Regions from separate parts of the Zea mays genome. Here regions 2 and 3 are each linked to region 1. A link is a contact called in public Hi-C data. All regions are on one chromosome and are shown on one strand. Each heading gives the region's core, a stretch centred on a gene start, on an enhancer-like site or on the middle of the called end of the contact. The rest is flanking DNA. Distances are from core to core; before and after follow the strand shown.

What was found. A called contact is a pair of places that touch in the nucleus more often than the background predicts.
Region 2: a Hi-C map of ear shows a contact between it and region 1, with 3 times the contacts expected there. The contact joins the promoter of LOC103626116 here to the promoter of LOC103626112 in region 1. A contact is called at or near these places in 4 of 25 Hi-C or Micro-C datasets (bundle sheath, ear, root tip and 1 more).
Region 3: a contact with region 1 is called in a Hi-C map of leaf, with 8 times the contacts expected there. The contact joins the promoter of LOC103626108 here to the promoter of LOC103626112 in region 1. A contact is called at or near these places in 9 of 25 Hi-C or Micro-C datasets (bundle sheath, ear, leaf and 2 more) and 1 of 3 datasets of contacts at active chromatin or transcription factors (leaf).

What each region holds. Positions count from the first base shown.
Region 1 is chr5:23,983,333-23,986,240 of Zm-B73-REFERENCE-NAM-5.0, reverse strand. It overlaps LOC103626112 (putative G-type lectin S-receptor-like serine/threonine-protein kinase At1g61610), which reads right to left and starts at 1,370. Exons shown (of 7, transcript XM_020538154.2): 1 at 1-1,370. The coding sequence starts at 888. LOC100280540 (actin-2) reads right to left here. Exons shown (of 5, transcript NM_001153459.2): 5 at 2,547-2,805. The coding sequence ends at 2,740.
Region 2 is chr5:24,205,830-24,208,529 of Zm-B73-REFERENCE-NAM-5.0, reverse strand. LOC103626116 (probable plastid-lipid-associated protein 10, chloroplastic) reads left to right here and starts at 1,350. Exons shown (of 8, transcript XM_020538183.2): 1 at 1,350-1,679; 2 at 1,747-1,851; 3 at 1,959-2,099. The coding sequence starts at 1,485.
Region 3 is chr5:23,752,993-23,755,692 of Zm-B73-REFERENCE-NAM-5.0, reverse strand. It overlaps LOC103626108 (CDPK-related kinase 3), which reads right to left and starts at 1,368. Exons shown (of 11, transcript XM_008646484.3): 1 at 511-1,368. The coding sequence starts at 1,149.

The sequences.
Region 1 (2,908 bases), core at 121-2,620:
CTCCAGGACGTACCATTCCAAAATGTTGGTGTTCCAGATTAGGATTTCTATCTTTCCTGAGTAGTCCATTTTGATCTTCATGGCAGTTGACGATGAGGAGCCACCGGGTACGCCAAAGGACATATAGACCTCACCGTCGTCGTATTTGCTTATTGTGAGGTAGATAGTGGACTTGAGAATTCCGATATATGACCTGGCTACCAAGTAACTATTCAACACCGGACTTCTCCAGTATGGTCTCGAGCCATTCCTGACAAAGCGCTGCAGGAGCTCGTCAGGATCTGCGCCGTAGGAGAAGCTGCCCGGGGCTGGGTCTTGGGGGCCCTTCCAAGAGACCAGCTGTTGCAGTGCATGCCTACGGTGGGTGACTCTAAATTTCATGCCAGGCAGAAGAGTGTCGGCCGGGTAATCGAAGCTTTGCCATAAGACGGCGCCCTGTGAACTCCAGAGGATGAAGTTTCCAGTGTTGTCAAGCGTGGCTTCTCCGGCGGTGGTCTCCGGCTCCGACGACGCAGCAGCGCTGGTGTTTGCCATCCAAAGCGTCTGGCCGTCCGCGCTGGACAAAACAAGATCGGACGTGTTCGTCAGGGCAAGTGTTGCAGAGGAAGGGTCCGTGATTATTGGGGTTCCACGGTTGGCAACCCACACGACGTTGTCCTTGGGAATGTTGGCGTACCATATACCAACATAGTAGTAGTGTTTCTTGTCCGGGTTGGACGGGGAGAAGAAGCCCAGGGCAAAAGTGCCGTCATCGGAGGTGAGCGTGCTTCCAACAGTCAGCGGCTTGTTGGGAAGGATGCGGCTGTCCGATGATACTGGAGGAGGCAGTAATAAGCTAGACGAGCAAAAACACAGCAAGATGATTCTGTGGATTGGAAGGAGGCCCATTGTTTGCAAGAAAGTAAGGATTCGACCTCTCTAGTGGCTGTGGCTGGTTGGTTGGATGGACACAAGGGCAAAGGCAAAGAAGAGGGTGGTGAGGCTGCTGGCTTGGACATGCCTTGCGGAGTCGGGGGTCAGTAGATATTCCACTCCCGAGCTAGCCCTCCTGCGTTCAAGGATCAACTCGTAAAAGAAAGATCTAGGACGAAACGATGAATAGTGCTGGACTGAATCGTAGAAATGAGATCAACGGGAGAGACGAACAGGCATCGACCTCGAGCTCGATGGAACCGAATCTCACTACCTCGATCAGTGCATCATCGTCGAGGCGGCAGTGATTGAAGGGACGTTCGAATCCTCTTGATCTAAGCGCATCAGTGCAGCTGGTCGAGTTTCTCCAAGGTCGACCCGCTGGAAGACGAAGTATACCCCGAGTGAAGACTTCCGATGAGAGTCATATATGTGGTTTTCAGATGAGTAGCACTGCTAATCCCATCCCATCCATCTATTCATTTCAGGCTTCGGCATCACAATTACTATACTACACAAGTAGGGCCTACGGGTGCAATAATCGCACAGCACAGCGACATGCAACCTCTGTTACCACTGCGCAGCTGTAATCAATAAAGACAAAATATTATATAAACCGAAACTGCAGCTGAATTAAAATTGTACGGCAATCCCTCGTTGAGTGCTGGCTGTGGGGAGGGGGCGGACTTATCTCCTTTGCTTATAGTTGTACATTCCGACCGTCCGACCCGACCCAGCCCAAACCTGAAAGAACCAACCCGTGTAAATTTCGGGCCATCTGACCCGTTTGAATTTTGGTTCGTGCCAGGCCGACTCGGCCTAACCCTCAGCGAATATTGGTTCGTGTCAGGCCGACTCGGCCTAGCCCTCAGTGCAGGGTCTGGGACGTAATTGCTTAAACGTGACAGACTCATTTCGGACGGTCCGAAATTGTAAAAGAACCAAAATTCAATTTTTGGCCCAAAATTCACATTAGGGCCCGAAATTAAAAACAAATTAATAAAACAAATAAAAGATAAGATAAATAAATTTGACCAAAAGCAAACTTAATATTTGTATTAAGTTACCAAAGCTATGCAATGACTACCTCGTTAAAAAATCATTTTGTTAGAACAAAAAAAGAGTAATTAGCTCTATATAGAGTTCGTAAATTCAGTTTATTATCTAATGTTCATAACAAAAGTAAAATTACATCATATACTCTAATTCAAAGCTAAAAACATATAACTAGCATCATCTCTAGCTTGGTGTTTTTTATCAAGTATATAAAATATGGAATGAAGTATGGTTTAAATGAATATATGAGTTTTTTCGTGCCTCTATATGGACCATTTTGTGCCTGCTTTAAATGAGTCGTGCTCGTACCCGCCCATAGGTCGCTCCTCGACTCAAACTCGGCCCGATATATCAGGTCGTGCCGTACCTGGACCTGCTTTTTTCGTGCTTTGGACCAACCCATCAGACCCAACCCAAATATACACTTATACCTGTTCTTTCTCTCTCTTCTTTCTTCCACGCCTGTAGGTCTGCCAACATAAGCAGGACAAGAAAAATCGGAAAAGCAACAGAAACGATGTTGCAACTTGCAAGCGCGAACTTTGCACATTCCAGCTGGCATCCAAGACCCCATAGAATCAAGTAATAATCCAATCAATATATATCAAACCAAACTACATACTTCATACAGTGCTCGGCTGACTCCACAACGTTACCAGAATGGATATATATATATGCGGCTTGTGGCATACACAAAAAACTGCGAGCTGTAGCAGAGCGACCACCCATAGATATGTCATGAAACAAAGGCATTTCCACGAGGAGTGACGTCTAGAAGCACTTCCTGTGGACAATAGCTGGACCAGACTCCTCATACTCAGCCCTTGAGATCCACATCTGCACAGGGAAAAGATGGACTTAATGTCAGAGTAGCTTCACAAATAAACCTTTTCTCCGCAACCCTACCGTGAGGTGCATTTTCACAAATAAACATAGATTG
Region 2 (2,700 bases), core at 101-2,600, 220 kb before region 1:
TCTAAATAAGAAACAACATAACTTATTAAAGGTTCACGATTCTAGCTTCACCTAATGACATGTTTCATTCACTATTAAGGGAGTGTTTGTGACTGCTTCACTTCACGAATTATATATCAGCTTTATAAAACTCTAGCCAAACACGTACAACTTCATCGGCTCAACTTTGCAAAAAAGGTGGAGTTGAGACTAACTTACATTTTTTTTTCATGAAATAGCAAATAGGGTGCTTCACAAACACTAATTTTCAATAAACTCGTGAAGTTGGAGAGCAAAACACTAATTTTCAATAAACTCGTGAAGTTGGAGAGCAAGTACCCACCATTGCCATTAATTACACAAACAAAATGTTTCGTTCTTTTCTCCCGTGTGCTGGCATCGTTCCCATTTCTCATCAGGCGCGCACCTTCCCGTTTCTCATCTCCTGTTCTTTTTCCGTCGCCTGGGATGGACCCCGACGCCCTAGCCGCCCCGCCTCCCCCCGCCTCCGGGCAAAGCTCGACGCTAGACCACACCCTGCTCGGCCTCTACTGCTGCATCGCAAATTCGCAATGTCCTAGTCCGAGTGCGAGACGGCCATATGCCGGACGGGGCGGTCGTGGCGCTCGCCGCGACGTCCACGCTCATCATAGGCTTTCCCACGCTTTTACCACGTGCCCATGTCGTGCATCTCCGTGTGACCTACTTCCCTTGACTCACGCCACGTCCTGCATCTCCGTGTTCATCAACCCTTGGAAGATCATCAGACTGACTCTGACATTAACGAGAAGCCAATGTTTGGTAGGCCATCGAGAAGCACCAATCATCAGGTGTTTTAGAAATAGGTCACACTAGACATTTGTGTGGAATATTTATAAAAAATGTGGATTGTACTCACTATATTAATATGGTGTATAAATAATACAAATAATACTATAACACCATGTATATAAAATAGTTCATACTCATCCAAGGGTATTAAGGGACTTTTTTAAACAAAATTTCATTTTAGTGAAGTTGGAGCTCGTCTACAAGCCAATCATTTTTAAAAACTGTACAACTTTAAAGCAGAGCTCTTCAACTCTAAAATTTATAAAGCTAAGCTAGTTTTTTTTTTGAAGCTGAGCCGTGCCAAACACCCCTAAGTTTTCATGAGCTGAACCAGTGCGAGATCGGCCTAGGAAACTCTAAATAAATGGTAAGAATAGTGGGATATTTCATTGAAGAAATTGTTGGTACATTTTTTTTCACTAAAAGCTTTATTTGTATTAATATAGAAGGATATAATTCTAATGCAAAATACAGTGCTTTTCTTGAAATGACATCGGGATTGCAGGCACTTATAATTAGGTTTGTGTGAAGCGAACGGATGCCAGGAAGGCGAGGGGCAAAGGCCAAAGCGAACTGAACCGATCCGCGGTTGTGCCCGTGCCGCGCGCCAGCGCCACGCTTCCTACAATCCTACTGTAGTTTAATCCGCTTGCACGGAGGAGCAACGCCGAGCAATGGCGCTCGCAGCCCCTTCTTCCCTCCGCCTCCTCCCGACCACGCCATCGCAGGCGCCATCTCCGCCCTGTGCCTCCCGACCACGCCATCTGCGGGAGCTCCGTCTCTGCCAGAGACTCGCCACCGCCGCCGCCGCCGCCGCCGCCGCCGCGGCCGCGGCCACGGCTCCACTCGCTTCCTCGCCCACCACCTCCGTACGTACTCCACGAGCTCATCCCCCCTTACGAATACCCGACACCTTCTGACGCGCTGGCCTCGCAGGCGGACACGGAGCGGAGGAAGCACGAACTGCTGCGCGCGGTTCAGGAAACGCGGCGCGGATTCGCAGCGGGGCCCGACCAACGCGCTGCCATCGAGGAGGCCGTCGTACGTACGATGCCTAATCGGCCGCTGTCTAACAATTCGCACTCACGCAACGCGGCGGCGTTTGTGACGCTGTGCTTGGTTTGATTGCTTTTGTGTGTCATGTGCAGGTGGCCGTGGAGGAGCGTGGTGCGGGGAAGGGAACGCCGATAGATCTCGCGGCGCTCGATGGCACCTGGAGGCTGTGTTACACATCGGCATCAGACGTGCTTGTGCTGTTCGAGGCGGCCGAGAGGCTTCCACTCCTGCAGGTTAAACAACGTGTATTCAGCGATCTGTCCTAATTTGTCGTTTCAATTGTATGCCTACTTAAAGCCATCACCTAGCAACCAATTACAGATTCCAGAAAATTTGAGATCGACTGAAAATGTCAATAACTTGCCAATCTTCATACTAAGATTTTTTTTCTCGAACACGTAGGAGAGCTACGTATCTCATACAACCCCTCAAGGGGCAAACACCGCACTAGGACCTGCCACACACACTAATACATGACCAGTACCAAGGAGGGGGAATCATGACCATAAACTAGGGAGCTATTTAGCTCCCACTGTACACCAAGCGCATTTCTCATGATGCTATCAAAACTAGGTGCACATCCCTCAAGCGCACATGCGTTTCTATGTTTCCAGATACACCAAGCCACTAAAACTATCAATGAATTGAAGCCCTTACGAAATTGTTTTGGTATCTGCGGTGTAGCCAGACATGGTGACACCATCATTCAGTAAAGATGTTGTCCCTTAACCCTGGAGCATACTTCTGCAGCCCAACCAACTTTAGGACAGAGTACCACACAGTCCTTGCAAAGATACATGAGGTGAGCAAATGCTGTATGTTCTCCTTTTCTCG
Region 3 (2,700 bases), core at 119-2,618, 230 kb after region 1:
CACTGCCAAGCTACTGATCTAACACTGCATAAGCTACTATTCCATAATAGCTTAAAGAAAGAACAAGAAAGCAAGGAACAGGGGATAGATGGATGAACAGCTGAACACTCAGATCATATAAACAGGCAAAGCATTAAATGCGCCATTGCTGAAACAGGATCTCTACAATGTACTTCTAACCCTGCGGGGAAATGCCAATACCATGGCAAAAAAAAAAAAAAAAAAAAAAAAACTGATCACCGTGCAAGGCAGCCAAGAAACAAATGATGAACTTATGATTGCAACATCTGTGCTAGTGGCAATGCAGAGTTACTGGATTATTGTTGTGAAACTAACAACCAAACCATGGTGTACTAAGCGAGAGTTAAAAAGATCAAGACAGGACGGCAATTCTACACCCCCAAACACACACATAGTTGGTTCATGATCCGCTGGAGAAACCGAGGCCATTGAAACTGGTAAGATCGCGCGTTCAGTAAAAGAGTGGTGTGAGATCACGAGTAGCAAGACCTTGGCTTTGGAGATGACCTTGACAGCCAGGACCTGGCCTCTCATGTCTCCCTTGCGGGCACGCACGAGGCAGGTGTGTCCGAAATGGCCGCGGCCCACCTCCTTCCCTAGCTCGTACTTGGCGGCGAACTGGCGGTCGTAGCCGAAGCTCTTGTCAAGCTCCCGCTGCCCAGCGCCACCCCCGGCGCCTCCCGCCCCGTGCTCCTGGATCGGGACCTCGACGGGCGGCATGGGCACCTGCGACGCGGAGGCCGGCGACCGGTGGCCGAGCCGGCGCGCGAGGGACGCCTTGATGTGCTTGGCCGGGGACGGCGGCGGGAACGGGCGGCGGAAGAATCGGCGCGGCGTGGACACCGAGGTCGCCGGCGACGGCGCGATGCCATCGGGGAGCCCGGGCGCCCAGGGGCTGCCGGCCGCCGACGACCGCGCCGGCGTCGCCCCGGCCCCGGCCCTGCCCCCGCGCGGCGTCCCCGCCGGCGACGGCCGCGCGCTCCGCCTCCCTCCTCCTCGTCCTCCCCCTCCCCCTACCGACGCCGCATCCTCCGGCCCTCCCGCCGCCGAGACCGTGATGGTGGTCGCCCCCACGCCGCCGTCGTCGGCGTCGACGCCGTGCACGTTCCTCGCGTAGCACTGCCCCATGGCCGCCGGCCGGTCCCGGCGATCACCGGAGCTCGCGCACGGGAATGCGGGGTCCGGTAGCCGGGGGGCGCCGAGATTTATAGCTCCGGAAGCGTGCGAGGAGAGGGGAACGGGGGGCGGGGAGTGGCAGTATTAATGCAGTGGACGAGGGGGCGACGAGAAGGAAGGCAGTGGAGGGTGGTGTGACGAAACCAAACGGGAACTGAAGAGGGAAAAAATGAATTGCGGCAGCAGCAGACCCCGCATTGGACGCGTTGAGGGTGACGGACTGCGCCTGCCGCCTGCGCGTGTGGGCTGCGCGGCCGGGGGTGCGGGGGGGCTCGCGTGACGGGAGACAAGGGACGAGGGGGCTCGTCGAACCGTCGAAGTGCATGACGCGTGGAGCCATTTTCAATTGAGTGGAATCGGCCCACATGGCGGTGTCCGAGGGCCTGAACATTTCGTGTGTTCTGTGGTGAGTATTTGGCACGATCCCGTCGAAATTTGAACTTGGCCGTGGACCCGTGGTTGAGATATGGAAATGCTCGCTCCTACGGGCGTTGAAATTTGAAAGAAATAGACTACATTTCCAAGTGTCTGCTAGCTTTAATCCTAATAATAGCACAATATATATGGCGTGGATGTTTGTTTGTTTCGTCTTGTAATAGATGGTGGTATTCCATTGTTTGTCATTTTTATCAAAATGTGTGCTTTAATAACTTACCTTTGCATTTTGATTTAAGAAAGTCACCATCCTTGTATTTTGTCGGATCGATACCGACAAATCGTTATTCTTTTGTGGACATACCGTTACGTGCTAATGCCACGACGAGCAAACTTTTATTTTGTCGGATTGATACCGACAAATCATTATCCTTTTTGTGGATAGACCGTTATGCGCTAACGCCACGACGAGCAAACCTAGATCTGCCACTAGCACGTGGGAATACGCCAACATAGGTGGCATCGATAATGTAGGTAAATTTTATGACACTTTCAGCTAGATTCATCCTTTGGTGGATGACAGTAGCTCCTCTATAGAATCTAATAGTTGTCTTATGAATCATAGAATAACTCAATATTGTTCTATATCATGCTCTAAACTAATTGAAGTTACGCACAAATATACCTCTATGTGTATTATTCGTCCAATGGGTATGTAGTAATAGGCTTTCCAGTTTTACATTAAGGTGATTGATTCGCATCAACTTCATAGCATTACCACGAAAACCAGTTGGATCATAAAAGCAAGAGTGATGGCCATGGAGCAAGAGTGATGGCCATGGAGTTTTTATATATCGTGGACGCGGCACCATCTCTTTCAAACTAAACCTGACAATGTATAGCGGTCTACATCGGTGCATGGACCAATTTTGTCGTTGCCCCTGAAGAGCTACTAGTGAAGTTTATGATGTAAAAATAAAGACGGAAGAAACAACCACAATTCAAATTCGGATCTATGCATGTTGTGTGTTGATCTTTTTTTAGATATATAATAAGAATCAACGACCTTCACCTCAACAGAGGGTCCGCACCTCTTATTACATACAAGAAATCTGACTCACAACCATC